Regions from separate parts of the Mus musculus genome. Here regions 1 and 3 are each linked to region 2. A link is a contact called in public Hi-C and Micro-C data. All regions are on one chromosome and are shown on one strand. The core of a region is the stretch at or near the end of the contact, and the rest is flanking DNA. Distances in the headings are between cores, read along the strand shown.

Evidence for each region. A called contact is a pair of places that touch in the nucleus more often than the background predicts.
Region 1: a contact with region 2 is called in a Hi-C map of cerebral cortex, with 2.3 times the contacts expected there. The contact joins two enhancer-like sites. A contact is called at or near these places in 3 of 484 Hi-C or Micro-C datasets (cerebral cortex, forebrain and nephron progenitors) and 3 of 115 datasets of contacts at active chromatin or transcription factors (embryonic stem cells and neural progenitor cells).
Region 3: a contact with region 2 is called in a Micro-C map of granulosa cells, with 2.7 times the contacts expected there. The contact joins two enhancer-like sites. A contact is called at or near these places in 2 of 484 Hi-C or Micro-C datasets (granulosa cells and nephron progenitors) and 3 of 115 datasets of contacts at active chromatin or transcription factors (the NIH/3T3 cell line and embryonic stem cells).

Annotation. Positions count from the first base shown.
Region 1 is chr1:185,148,349-185,153,017 of GRCm38.p6, reverse strand. No RefSeq gene overlaps it. Among named protein-coding and RNA genes, the nearest start is that of Gm34797, 33 kb to the right of the region's middle. Within about 2 kb of position 2,422, at least 17 of the 459 cell types and tissues checked have an H3K27ac peak or open chromatin away from gene starts, as enhancers often do. A contact at or near this core is called in cerebral cortex and forebrain, where this site is marked.
Region 2 is chr1:184,962,624-184,967,214 of GRCm38.p6, reverse strand. All of the region lies in intron 1 of Mark1 (MAP/microtubule affinity regulating kinase 1), which reads left to right. Among named protein-coding and RNA genes, the nearest start is that of Mark1, 35 kb to the left of the region's middle. Within about 2 kb of position 1,389, at least 32 of the 459 cell types and tissues checked have an H3K27ac peak or open chromatin away from gene starts, as enhancers often do. A contact at or near this core is called in cerebral cortex, forebrain and granulosa cells, where this site is marked.
Region 3 is chr1:185,123,701-185,128,577 of GRCm38.p6, reverse strand. No RefSeq gene overlaps it. Among named protein-coding and RNA genes, the nearest start is that of Gm34797, 8.0 kb to the right of the region's middle. Within about 2 kb of position 2,462, at least 4 of the 459 cell types and tissues checked have an H3K27ac peak or open chromatin away from gene starts, as enhancers often do. A contact at or near this core is called in granulosa cells, where this site is marked.

The DNA of each region.
Region 1 (4,669 bases), core at 1,173-3,672, 180 kb before region 2:
TTGGGGTGAGGGTTTACCTAAATGAATCCAGGAACTTATTTCAATTAATAAAAGCGACCTTCACAGGACAGGTAGAAAGAGGGCCATGTTTCTCAGATTTGTCACTGGTCTTCGGCTGCTTGAGTTCTACATCCGGTCCTGACTCAGTCCCCACATTTCAGTCGTCATCTACAAACCTTAAGGGTTCGTAACTTAAGGACCGGTTCTAACCCACATTTGTGGGGACTTGGATAAGCAAATCTTGCTGTGGGGGGAGGGTGTTCTAGAGCTTTCCATGTTTTGTTTCTTGCTTCTATTTCTGTTTAGGACTCAAATGTATTTGTGATTTGTGCTGATTCCCTAGGGAAGGTGTTTGTAGAAATGCCTCTGGGAGACTGGGAGTAGCAAAAAGGAATAAGATAAAAGGTGCACAGATATTTTTAAGGCGTGTAACTCCTCGTGGATGTATTGTCTTAACACAGGTGGTTTGCCCCGTTGCTAACCATCAGCTAACCCAGCTACTTCGTTCATCATTCCTCAATTCCTACTGATGTTCATATTCTCTGGGTGCTTACAGTTGGTGCTCATTCTCTGGCTCTTTTAGTTATCAGCATCACCAGGATTCCACTGTAGGCTCCCCAGACTTTGTGATGTCTCTGAAGAAAACGCGCAAGCGTGCACGCACACACACACACACACAAAGCATAATGTAGAAGATGAATACAGTTTGTCATGGAGCAAAGAGAGCAAAGAGAAATACTCCTAAGGGGTAAAAATGGCCTAATGGACCATTGTGCAGATCTACATTGTAGGTCAGCTTTATGCCGTTTCTAAGTAGTCTAGCAGACAGTTTTCCAGAGGAACATTCCCCTGGGGAGGTGACTGACAGGCCCATTTGGATTGACTCTCACCTGAGACCAAGGTGTGCCCTTCGGTTTTATAAGAAAACACCCGGATAGTAATCCCCAAGGGTTAAGGGCTCTATAGAATCAGGTTTAGATAGTTATCAGCTAGTGTCTGTTCTCCAAGCAGTCTAAAATGCCACAGCTCCTTCCAGGGCCAGCTATGACTTGCTCTGTTCCTTGGGCTGGTAGTTCTGGTACTGTAGTTCCAGCCTTAGTTTTACAAGTTATTGGTTAGAGGGTAGTGGGGAGGGAGTCCAACACCAATAGTCTCTAATCCTAATCCTGCCAACTAGCAACCTAACAACACACATCGCCGTGTGTCTGTCTGGAACACGCACGCAAATGCTCTGGTGACCATGTTGTCTTAAAACCAGAGCATTGCTTCTGGAAGTCTGATGCTGCTGCCTTTAAATTATTCAGTGAACCTTTTTCCGGTTCACAGGGCTGCAACAGCAGGGAAAGCAGTGGGAAAGAGCCAAGATTTAACAGGCAGAGAAACAGAAAGGGGAAGAGGTGGCAACAGGAAGGCGCTAACAGGGACCTGCTGACCAGGGCCACTGCAGAGCCCGTTCTCCAGTGGGTATTGAGAGACGAGTGTGAAGCATTGGAGTGGCTCTCAGTCAGCGTCATCATTACCACCTTAGGGACATTCATTAACCCGTCTGTTTCCGTGTATATTGCTCGTGGGTTTTTTTCTTTCTAGACTGCTGTTTGAGGACAATAACTTCATTTTGTGTCATTTTAATGTTATTTACCCAGATCTGGCTCTTGATAGAAATCTGACACGTGGGATCTGTTCAGTTTGGTCCCCTTCCCTTTAGCTCTAGCCTAGATCTGTCCCACACATCTGTCACAAAAGAAACCCATCTCTTGACAGTTTAGTTCACCATGACTCATACACTGAAAGGCGGCCTCTCTAGATTGAAAAGAAGGAGTTTCAAAGGGATTAATTGTTCAGTGGCTAAGAAACTTAATCCTTTAAAAGTAACTGAGCTTATAGCACCCTCAAATTTGATTTTTAGCATGGCAGGATGGAGGCTTTCTATGTTCCTCGGGTCAATGGCTGGGGCCCGTGAGTAAAACCAGTACAAGGCAGAGGAGCAACCGAAAACCGAAATCAGTTTGAATCACGTGCATCTATCTACATCGTCACCCACAGAGGAAGCCGTAGCTCAGGAAGCAGCCAGAACCAGGCGTTTACACGTGAAATCTTAGGCTTGATCAGGAAAGGGAGATTTTAATCCTGATGGGAAAGGGACTTCTGAGAAAATACCTAAGAACTGGATGGTGGGCAGGGCAGTCTGGTAAGCCGCAGCCTGCAGATATGGTGCTTTCTCTCATGGTGAGTGACCGCTTTCATCCTTTCCTCTGGGTACAGGAGAGTGTGCCACCTTTACAAGTAGGAATTGCTTTTCTAAGTGGAGATGTCCTTAAAAAGGGAAACTTACATCTATTTCCAGTGCTTTCCCTGGGTCTGCTATTCCTCAACTGCCTTCAGCACAGAATAGGCCATATGCCGAGGAGCCTATTTTGGGGTGGCGTATTCCTGTCTCCACCACCCATCATCCTTCTTTCTATATCGGGATAGACTATTAAAACCATCTGTGCTTCAGTTTACATGGTCAATACATTTGGGAACCGTAATACTTATTTCTGTCAGTCTCTGGTATTGCCAGGATGCTCTGTCTAATGGAATCTGGTGACTGAATATGTATGTCTTACACTGTGTCTTAAAGCGAGAACGTTTATATTCTTTCACGACATTGGGTAGGATCAGAACCCACTGAATACATGTCAGCATCAGTCAACACAAAGATGAAAGAGAAGCAGAGATGTTAGTGGGCTGTGGCGAGCCCAGTGGGATTGCCACGTTGCGTGTCATCTGGGCAGAGGAAGCACTAATGGCCAAAGCTGAATATTTGCTGCTTGCCTCCCTGGTCCCCAGTCCTGCTTTTGTCAAGAGCCCCTGTTCTCCTTTGGGATCGGTTTCTTTTCCATCTTATCCCTTATGGTCCAGATGGGGCTCTTGCTCTGAGGGTGGGAGCTGGATTAAGGCCTAAACCAATTGTCACTGCTTATTTTGTTGGCACAGGGTAGGGCAGAAATCCATACCAGTTGAATGACCATGAATATCTGGACATTTCTTAATAGTTCTGAATAAGAAATGTTTACTGTATTCCCCAGATAAAAACCAGCAAGGAAGGACAGGAACCCCAAATGACAGTTCTGAGAGCATCCGTGCTAGAGGCCACACATGCCAGAGAGCTCTAGACCTTATTCCTCCTCCCCTTATCTCCTAGGTGAACAGCTCTGCCCAGAGATTGGAGGGAGACAGAGGGCGGTGACTGGAGTTGTGAGCTCACCTACTCTACAACTTTATTCCAGTCTCTTCCATAAGTCAGTCCCTTACAATACACCCAGACTGACCCCTCCTGCTGCAGTAGGATCTCTGTATCTTCCCTCCCCTCCCTCCCTCCCTCCCTCCCTCCCTCCCTCCCTCTCTTCCTCTCTTTCTCTCCCTCCTTCCCTTCTCCACTTAGAAATCCATAATAAACTTCTTTCTAAAACTCACCCTCTGTGGTCTGTGAATTTCATTCTTTAAATTTGCAAGACAAGACCCTGAAGGCCACTGGCTTCTGTGGCCTTCAAGTGGTTTTTCTTTCCAGGCCCCTAGCTGTTTAAGTGGAGACAGCAGCCATTGTTCTCAAAGACAACCAATATTCCTGCATCACAAGAAAGATGTTTCCAGAGCAGGTAGCACTATTTTAGGGCTGTAGAGAAAGAGAATCAGAGAAAGGAATCAACACAGAAGCTGACTCATAGGACACATAGAAAGTCAGCCCCAGAAACTAGTTGAATATTCGTGCCTGAACTTTTGAACTTCCCAAGGAAATGAGCTGATAATTTTTTTTTTGATTCAGATTGATTTGAGTCAAATATGGTATTATTTGCAGATGTGAAAAAAATTGGAATGTAGGTACCGGGTTAGTTTAGTTTCTTCAAGTGCAAAGGGTGGGGGTGGCTACAGAGTGAGGACAAAGAAAAGTGCCCACACATCATAAGAGGGTCCAGGAAGGTCTATGGAGTCGGAGCAACGGCTCCTGGGAGGTAAAGGCAGCACACGGTGCCAGGCTGTGTCACCAAGATATGCAACTTATCTATCTCCCGATTCAGTCTTTAAGGTTTAATTTTTGGCTAACTCCCCAACAATTTTGTTTAAAACATAATTTTGACAATCTAAATTTAGACTATAAACCTTCCCAAGGCCTACTGACCTTCTGAGAAATATGTGAACTATAAGAACTAAAAATAAAGCCAAGCCCCTTTCTAAAAACCTTCAACCATCTGAAAGTCGAAAAGGCTCATGGATTCCTACAGTCCAGCTCCCCGAGACTTTGTTACCAATAGCAACAGATAGTTATTTTGAACACAAGCTCTAACATCACTCACTTTCTCTGCTTTCTTATTGGCAATGGGGCAGAAAATCTGTGGTAACCTCCCATGGTGAAACTATAAGATGATTTTAGAGAGCCCCAGAAAGAAGTCAACTTTGCCCTTCTACCCCTAATACATGCTCAGGACCTATGGCTTCAGTTCCATTATCATTTGTGTCCTTACTGGTCAGAACACAAGGTTCCCTCATGGTAAGGGATTCCCTTTAAATAATACAAAAAAGGTGCTGTGCAGGCTGGTTTTGTGTGTCAACTTGATACAAGCTGGAGTTATCACAGAGAAAGGAGCATCCCTTGAGGAAATGCCTCCATGAGATCCAGTTATAAGGTATT
Region 2 (4,591 bases), core at 140-2,639:
CAACTTCCATTTGTTCGTAAGTTAAAAGGAGCAGACAAAATGCTTACATGTGGCTGTGTGCGGACTCCAATGACTTAAAATTTAAACTTACATTTAGTGTGTGTGCACATGTGTGGAGTCAGAGGTCAACATGTAGGAGTCAGTTTTCTCCTTCTGCCTTGTGGTTCCTGGGACTTCAACTCAGGCCATCAGCCTTGGTGGTAAGCCCCTTTATCCACTGAGCCAGCTCACTGGCCCTGTCACACTGAGTTTTGGGGTGCTGTCTATTGAGGTGTGGTACATCTTTGATGTTGGATCTATTCTAGAGGGGGACACTTAGGACAACTGCTGTTAACTCGGAACAGAGAGGACCCAGGACTCCTCAGCCCAGTGTTCTCGCTGTAGCAACAGCCAGAAGAGACTACACATGTCCTTGGGGCAGTGTGAGATGGCACGTCCCATGCATTCAGTTGGGTGTGACAACCAACTGAATACCTCAGAATACCTCAGAAAGGCATCTTGAAAGGAGAAAGCTAGGTTTGGGCTCAGTTTCAGTCTCTGTAGTCATTTGGTGAGGCAGAACACCACAGTAGAGAGGACACAATGGAGCAGTTTCTCACCTATCACAAATGATTTAAAGAGAGAGAAGGACAGAGAGGGTGAGGAGGGAGGGAAGGAGGGAGGGAGGGAGGGAGGAGAGGGAGGGAGGGAGGGAGGGAGGGAGGGAGAGAGAAGGGGTGGGAAGGAAAGAACATGGAAGGTGCCAGGGTCTCAGTACACTTTGGTTTTTTTTTTATTTTGGGGGGTTGGGGTTTTTGTTGTTGTTGTTTTGGTAGGTTGGTTTTGTTGTTTTGTTTTTTCAAGACAAGGTTTCTCTGTGTAGCCCTGGCTGTCCTGTAACTCACCCTGTAGACCACTCTGGCCTTTAACTCAGAGCTTTGCCTGCCTCTGCCTTCTGAGTGCAGGGATTAAAGGCGAGTGCAGGACCCGTCCTCAGTATCTCTTTCAAGGGCTTGCCCCTGGGCCTTCCCCTTACAGCCAGGTTCTGCCTCCATGTTCCTCTCTCCTCCCAGTGGTGCCATCTGCTGGGGACAGACTCCTCAGCATCCCTGCCTTTAGAGGACATGCCAGACCAGACTATCACATCCTCACGAACTCTGGTCAGGTCTTTGGTCTCTTCCTCTGACCGGGTTGTTTCTGGTTATTGGCAAAGCCTCTGTCCAGCCCCGTGAGGCTTACCACATGGGTGAGGGCTGATAAGGTGGGCGCTCTGTAAATGCTCAGCTCTGAAGGAGTCCTAAGACAGAGTTTGAGTACGCAGAGCCTGCTAACGTTAAGGCAGGAGCAAGATTCGAGGAGCAGCGCAGGCTTAGTGAAGGTCTTTGTGGTAAGGAAGACTCATGGGAATCTGGCTGCTGAAACTGCCACCTGCTGGCTGCAAGGCCAGTGGTGATCTGTTTTCCTTGCTCAGCTTTTGCTGTCTTCCATTTGAAATGGGTAACGCTATCGGCCTCTCAGACTTACAAGGCTTAAGTAAAGTTATGTTTACACAGGCACTGGCGCAGAAGACAGACACTGTCAGTTTCCCTAAGTGACTGTTCTTGCTATTGCTCTTGGACTAGCAGCAGCTTTCCTAGTCTGAGGGATTATGCCTAGCTGTGAGAATACTGTGTTCACTGTGGGAGTTCAGACAGCATGGGGGAGAAGCAGCCAGATGAAGTAACCACCGTGGTCCAGCAATGGCTGGTACCAAGTCATACTGCTTCACTGTACCTCCAACCACAGATTGTCTCCATCTACAGACTGGAAGACAGTTGTGCTCAAAGCCACTGTTGTTGGTCACGCAGGTGAAGAAACCGTTGCCTGGAGAGGCTTTTTTTTTTTTTTGAAGTGATGTGCTAGGTGCCAGGTCCCATAAGTGTGATTTGAATGGTTTGTAGTTTGCTACAAACTGAAGATGGCAGATGGCAGCACACGAAGTGTCTGTAAGCATTTGGTGAGGAAGTTCAGGCATGATCTGGTAATTTACCAAGAAATCAGTGCTTAGGAGATAGGAACCAACTACTTGTAACAGTTTAAGTATTTTTGATGACAGGTGATAGATTCAAACAGATGAGAAGTTTTAATGTCCAAAGGGTTCCCAATAAACTCTTCTTTCCAACCTAGAGTTACCAAGTAGAGGGATTCTGTGCACATACACTTGGCCGTTTGTATCTGTGGCCTGTATTCTTGGATTAAACCAAGAATGTTCTAAATAAGTAATCTTTAAAAGCAGTAATGGCATCTGTACTGGGAGTCTGTAGACTTTCCCTTCTTACTGTTCCCTAAGCAGTGTAATGTAGGAACTGTTTGCACAGCATCTACATTGTCAGGTACTGGAAGCTGCCTACAGGTGATTGAGGGATGTAAGAGAATGGGGTAAGTCGTGTGCAAACGTGACACCATTCTACCTAGAAGGAACTTGGGAATCTGGGGCTTTTGTGCCTTTGATGATGGGTGGGGTGGTCCTGGACCCTTTCTCCACAGAAGCCAAAGTGTGGTGGTATGAACAGATGTAAAGCTTCCTGAGACACAGGGCAGCATTTGATTCTTCGTGTGATTTTTCTTTTCTGAGTATATGTGAGGGATTATGCCATATCACTGCACATGTGAATATCTTATTCTTTAATTCCTTAGCACTCTACTTCATGGGGATATTTAACCACATTCCCCCGATGGGTCTCTAGGTTGTGTCTCACCTTCAGTAATTTTATTTATTTTAAAGATTTGTTATTTATTTATTTATTTATTTTGTGTTTTTGTTTGTTTGTTTGTTTGTTTGTTTTACAATAGGGTTTCCCTGTATAGCCCTGGCTGTCTTGGGACATGCTCTGTAAACCAGGCTGGCCTTGAACCTACCACCCAGAAAGATTTATTTTATTTTATGTGTGTAAATAAATGCTTTACTTGTGTGTATGTATGCGTGCCACATGACCATGGAAAGCAGAAGAACTGTAGTTACAGATGGCTGTGAGCCACCATGTGGGTGCTGGAATTGAACTCAGGTCCTCTGCAAGAACAGCCAGGGCTCTAACCACTGAGCCATCTCCTCAGCCCCATTGTCTGTAATTTTAAATATTGTGTTAAAGCGAACAAGTTTGACTTACATATAAGTCACTTCACATTTCTACATGTGGGAGTTTTATTATACATAAAATTCTTAAATGAAGCTCATAGAGCTGTTTACATTTATTTATTTTTAAACCCACAAAGTCTCATTTGTGCCGACCACGTGCTTATGAGTATGGGTTCCACTGCAGTAGGTTGACCTGCCTGAGGCCACACCCTTACAGAAAAGTGACTGCTCCTCCCCCAGCGGCCCTCAATGTCAATAGATTCTGGAGCCCCTTCCCCACCTCATGTGGAATAGTGACTAGCTTGCTCTTGTCCAGGCAACCAGAGCTGTGATTTCATGAGTTCAAGGGTCCTGTCCCACCCAGAAGACACGTCTTCCCGTGGGGGCTGAGCTCTCCACAGACACTGCACTGGAGCAGTTGTCAGTTTCAGCACTAACTGCAGCCCACTGCACAGCGAGCGTCTGTACTGAGGTGTGGGGACTGCGCTAGCCTGTGTGCGTGAGGATCTGAAGCCAGAGTGCAGTTGGATACTAAGGGTGTGTTTTAAAGAGAAATACTCTATCTGCGGTGGTTAAGAGTAACCAGAGAGGGAAGTGGTGAGGCAGGGTTGGAGGCTTATCAGTATGCTGGGAGGGCGGTGTGGAGACAGCACAGGCTAGAGCTGTTAGAGGTGTCTACAAGGTAAAACTACAGTTCCTGACAGACTGGATGTGAGGTGACGGAGTGGGAGGGCTGGGAACGGAGATCACGTTAGGAATTGTGAGGTTGGGGTGTGTCGAGGTTCAGTTGTTGGCAAGCATCCAAGTGGACGTGTCAAGGTGACAGCACATACGTCTGAAATTCAAGAGAGATACCTGGAGACAGAACTTGTCTGCATACATGCTGCTTCAGGCTCTGAAACCAAGCAGAATCATCCCAGCAGTTGATGTAATGGGACAGAGAAAACAAGACACTAAGGTTGGAATTCCTGGTTTACTGCAGAATCAGAAAGCTGGGAGAGAAGGGACATGAACAGGGAGATCTAGGACGGCAAGATTATCAGGAGGAGGGTGAGCAGCTGCTGAGAGCTACTTGCAAGCCAAGAAGACATGTCTGCTTCTACATGTCAGCTCCTTCCTTTTGAGGTGCTGTCCAGTGTAGTGATTGTCAGCAGGAGTTCCTGACCTGGGAATCCCTTCAGTTTGGCTCTCATGCTTGCATCTTCTGAAATTCTGCAGGTTGATCTCATAGAGCTGGGCACCCATCCCTCAGTCTTGGATGGGAACATTTCTCTAGAGAAAGTACCACTGTTGTTTGGTCATGTGTGTTTCTAGACATTTTTTTCATGGATGAGTCAGGAAATAACATTATTTTAAAAAATACATTAACTTTTAAAACTTGCTTAATAGTTTTTTGTTAGCTATAGTTTGATATTTTGTGGGAATGATACAAATTTCATCTTCTCAAGAGAAAAAGGTTTAAAATATGTTTTTCCTTTGAGAATTTCATACAATATA
Region 3 (4,877 bases), core at 1,213-3,712, 160 kb before region 2:
AATACAAACTGCCGGTTACTCTCAGGCCCAAAGACTCTGGCCCACACATCGAATGGGAACAAGGCTTGAGGCACTTTTTTTTTTTTTTTTTTTTTTTTTTCTGGAGCAAAGGAGCCAAATGTTGCACATGGAGTCAGTTTAGAAGGAGTGGGTGGCCAATGCTGGGAACTGCACTCTGCAGCACTGGCTGACTCCCTCTGTGGAGGTTATTTGTAGAGGTCTGCACACTTCCAATCGAAGGTCACATCACATGCACTCACTGAGAGCAGATGAGGGGGATCACATCCCCTGGAGGAGGCTGCAGAAGGCCATAGTCAGCAGTTGTGAAAAAGCCAAAAAGCTTTGAGCATACTTAACTACAGTTAGTGATGCCTGGTTCTCTCTCTCTCTCTCTCTCTCTCTCTCTCTCTCTTTCTGTCTCTCTCTCTCTCTCTCTCTCTCTCACACACACACACAAATTGTTCTCATCTTCAATTCTAATAATGTTAGGATAAAAACAATTTTAAGCGTTTATTTATTTATTGTGTGTGTGTGTGTGTGTGTGTGTGTGCACACGCATATGAGTGGAGGTGCTTGTAGAGACCAGAAGCATCAGATGTCCCTCAAGCTAGAGTCACAGGCAGTTGTGAGCTACCCCATGTGGATGCTGAGAACTGGCTTGGGTCTCCCGCAAAGGCAGTATGAGTTTTTAACCTCTAGCCATCTCTCCTGACCCAGGATGAAAATCATTAAACAAAGAACACTTGATTTTCAAGGTTCCTGGTCATTCTGCCAAGAGTGTCGAGGAGGCACACACTGGCACTGCCACCAGTAGCCTGAGGAGTCTCCCCTAGGGTCTTCTACTCAAGTAAAGCCAGACCTTTGTCAATGGTGCCACTAAAGAACAGATAATAAGCCCAAGTCCTGAATGAACTCTGAATTTAGAAAAACATTTAGCTTTATGTCTTGTATACACTAAGAATTCAAAACATTAAGGGACCTAAGGAGATGGCTCAGTAGGTAAAGCACTCGCCTCACAAGCACAAAGACATGAGTTCAAATCCCAGAGCCCACACATTGTATGCACCTGTAATCCCAATGATTCCACACTGAGATGAGAGATAGACCGGAGAGAAGACTGGGGAAGTTCAAGAGCCAGCTAGCCTTTGTGTATGCATAGAAAACAACAATGAGACCCTGACTCAAACAAAATGGAAGTCAAGGCTGACACAGGAAGTTGTCTCTGGTCTTTATAGGTGTACCCTGCCATGTCCCAGCAGTCCCACACAGACATGCATGCAAGAAGATTAAAAAAATAAAAAGAATTCAGTAAACATCATTCCCATATTAACAGTGACATCATCATTGGAATTGTTTGAGACTACATAATTAGGACTGGAGAGATGGCTCAGACATTAAAGGCTAGGCTCAAAACCAAAAAGACGTAAGACTGTATTATTAGCATGAAGTTTATTTACTTATTTGTTTTTAATATGCTTTTAATTGTAATAGAATTACATCACTTCCCCTCCCTTTACCTCCTCCAGCCCCTCCCAGAAACTCTTCCTCCCACCCCTCCCATGTTCTCCCACTCTCAACTTGATAGCTTCTTCTTCTTTGATTATTCTTGTTACATACATAATGTGTGTGTGTGTGCGTGTGTGTGTATATATGTATGTGTGTATATGCACAAATGACACACACACACACATATATATATATACACACACACACACACATATGCAGACACACACATATACACACAAACATATACACACATACATACACACATGCACATACACACACATGCACACACACACACACACACACACACAACCTTTTGAGTTCACTTTTGTTGGTGGTGTGTATATGGTTTCAAGGCTGACCACTCTGCATTGGACAATCAAGAAGGGGTTTCACCCCCAGGAGAAATCTTCTCCTTCTCCCAGCAGGTCATTAGTCACCTGTAGCCCTTGATCTAAGGGTGGGGCCCCGAGAAACTTCCTTTCCATGTTAACATGCTGGTTAATTTGCCATTGTTCCAGTCCTGTTTAGTTAGCACAATATTTAAATAGAAATAAGCTTAATGGAAATGTAAGCAGGGACATTACAGGAGAGGGATGCTTAGTCTTTAAAGACTCCCGTGTCTTTAAAAATGAGTTGTGTGTATGAGTGTGTGTATGTGTGTGAGTGAGTGTGTGTGTGTGTGTAAGTGTGAGTGTGTGCATGTGTGCGAGAGAGTCTGTGCTTTTCTAAGTTACACTGTTTAAAGAGTATAATTTTCAACAAGGTTTAAAGATTAATCAAAGTTTTAAACTTAAGCAAAGTTTATAAACAGAGTAAAAAGTCTATCAGTTGTTTGACTTATTTTTCTTCGAGGCTTTTCCTTCGCTCGCGAGGCCGTGATGCTAGCTTTGTGAGAAGTGTGGTTTAGATTTAGAGCACTAACAAGTTAAACTCAAGGCCATGGAAATGCTGGCCCTGAGTCAGCACCCTCTGCTTTTTAACATCCTTGCTGGAGATACTGGTAGAAAAGCGAGCACTCTCTCTGCAGGCGATCTTGGTTTTATCAGTTGTGTTGAAATTTCTTGACTCTAAGCCAGCCGAAAATACAAACGAAACGTCGTTGGGGTGAGGATGTTTTTGCTTTCCCATGCCCCCTTAATTCTCGCTGCCTCTCAGCCTTGCCTCAATTCCAAGTCCTAAGATGGAGAGTGGCTGACTTTCCCAGAACGATGTGGTGTAGGCAGAGATGGTACACAGACTACAGTGCCCCAGGAGTCAGAAACAGTACCCACACATGGAAATCGCTTCATGGAAACAAGATAAAACTTTGTCCCTTCTGTGGGGACAAGAGGGAGAAAGAGCCAGGCTGAATATATATATGGCTATACCACCTTGGCTAATGAGTGTGGCTGGCTGTGTGGCTGTGGTTTGTAGCACCCACAGGGAGTGTATTAGATACTCGTTGCTGTGGCAAGATTCCCAATGAAAACAGCACAGAGAGAAAAGATTTGCGCTCGCTCCTGTTCCAAGGGTCTTCAGTCTATCGCAGCAGGGAAATGCTGGTGGATCAGATCCACTCGTGGCAGTGGGCATGAATGAGGAGGCTGTTCTCTTAGAGTCTTGCACGCTAGGCAAGAGCTCTACCACTATGTGTGTCTCCAGCGCTAATTGTTCACCTTTTACACTCCTGTCCAGCACATCGGTGCCCTTCTGCCTTTGAGTGAACTGTTGAAAGATGCCTTAGGGTTCATCTGCTTCGGAAGAATAGAGACAAAGTTACCAGAGCAACCAGGAGTGTCTTCCATAGTTAATGTGACAAAAGAAGGAAGTTCCCAGGTCATAGTGGAATTTCTTTGTCCTAGGAATTACCACAGGACAGCAGTCTGGTCACCTGAGACTGAGGCTTTGTTTATATTTTTAAGAAGTTGGTGGGCAGGTTGGGGATGCAGTCAGCTGGTAGAGTGCTTGCCTAGCATGCATGAAGCCTGGGTTCAATCCCCAGTACTGACTAAAAACTGGGCAGGGTGGTGTCTGCCTGCAATCCCGGCACTTGGGAAGTGGAAGAAGGAATATTAGAAGTCCCAGGTCACCCTTGGCTGTGTAGTAAGCCTGGGTTGCGTGAGACCCACTCTCGAGAAAAAAACAAAACAAAGCCGAACAGGTTTGTAGAGGGTCACAGACTGAAAACTATGTAGTTTTGTGTTTGCTATTTGGCAAGTGGGATCCCCAGTGTGTGGGGAAACTAATAAAAGCCTGTGAAGCTTTGAATTCATAGTGTGTGTGTGTGTATGTGTACAAATGTCTGTGTGTATCTGTGCATGTGCATGTGTGAGTGCACATGCCTGTGTGTCTATGCATGTGTATATGTGTGTGTGCATATGTGTGTGTGTGTGCCTGTGTGTGTACATGTGTGTGTGTGCATACATATGCCAGCATCACGTTATTAGTGCCTTGAGATCCCCAGATAAAAGGCTTCTGTCAAGTCAAACCCCAGAGGAATGATAATGAGGATGGCTTTTTTTGGAGAGACTTTAGCTCTCCAAATGTTGCTGACTGAGGGTTTGCCATCTTTCCACTCCTTCAGCCGATAATGAACCAAACTACTCCAGTGAGAAATCATAGCAAGTGTTACAGAAAGCAAGGTGAATGTGAAATTCTATAACTTAAAAATTTCTATAATGTTCCCTTCCGGTACGTTAGTGTTCTTAGCTGATGTTATTGCCTGGCTTTTTATACATGAGTACCAGAATTAAGAGGAATTGAGAAGCGTCTGGGGGAAGGGACTAGAAAGCATGTCTAACTCACCTTTCTTCCTTAGGTTTAGCACTGCACAAATTTCCCCGAGGGAAAATTAATACTATTTTTGGTATTTTTAAAAAATTGTATATGTATGCCTCTGTGTGTGTGTGTGTGTGTGTGTGTGTGTGTGTGTGTGTGTGTATGTGTGTGTGTGTGTGTGCATGTGTGTACACTCACAGGCACAGAGACTAGAGAACAACCTTGGGTGTCATTTCTCAGCTACCACCATCCACCTTTTAAGACAAAAACAAATAAACACCACCACCAGCAAACCCAGGGCCTCTTATCAGCTTGGATTTCATTGATTGGTCTAGGCTGGCTGGCCCCTGGTTTTAGTTATTAGACAGAGTTTATTATCATTGTGAATCACCAAGAGTGCAATACTGATGAACGACAGGTCCCACACAGCTTCTGCTTTTAGGCCAAGCCTTCCTCTTGAGCAGGCTTCCCATTTCTCACCAACCGTGTTTGTAGAGTTCCCGAATCTAGGGACCACGGCCTTGTACATGGGACTGTTCTGCTAAAAGTCCAGGGTTATGATACCCTAGTATTTAAACTTAGTTTTAACAACCACCTCTTGGGTTTGAGAAGTG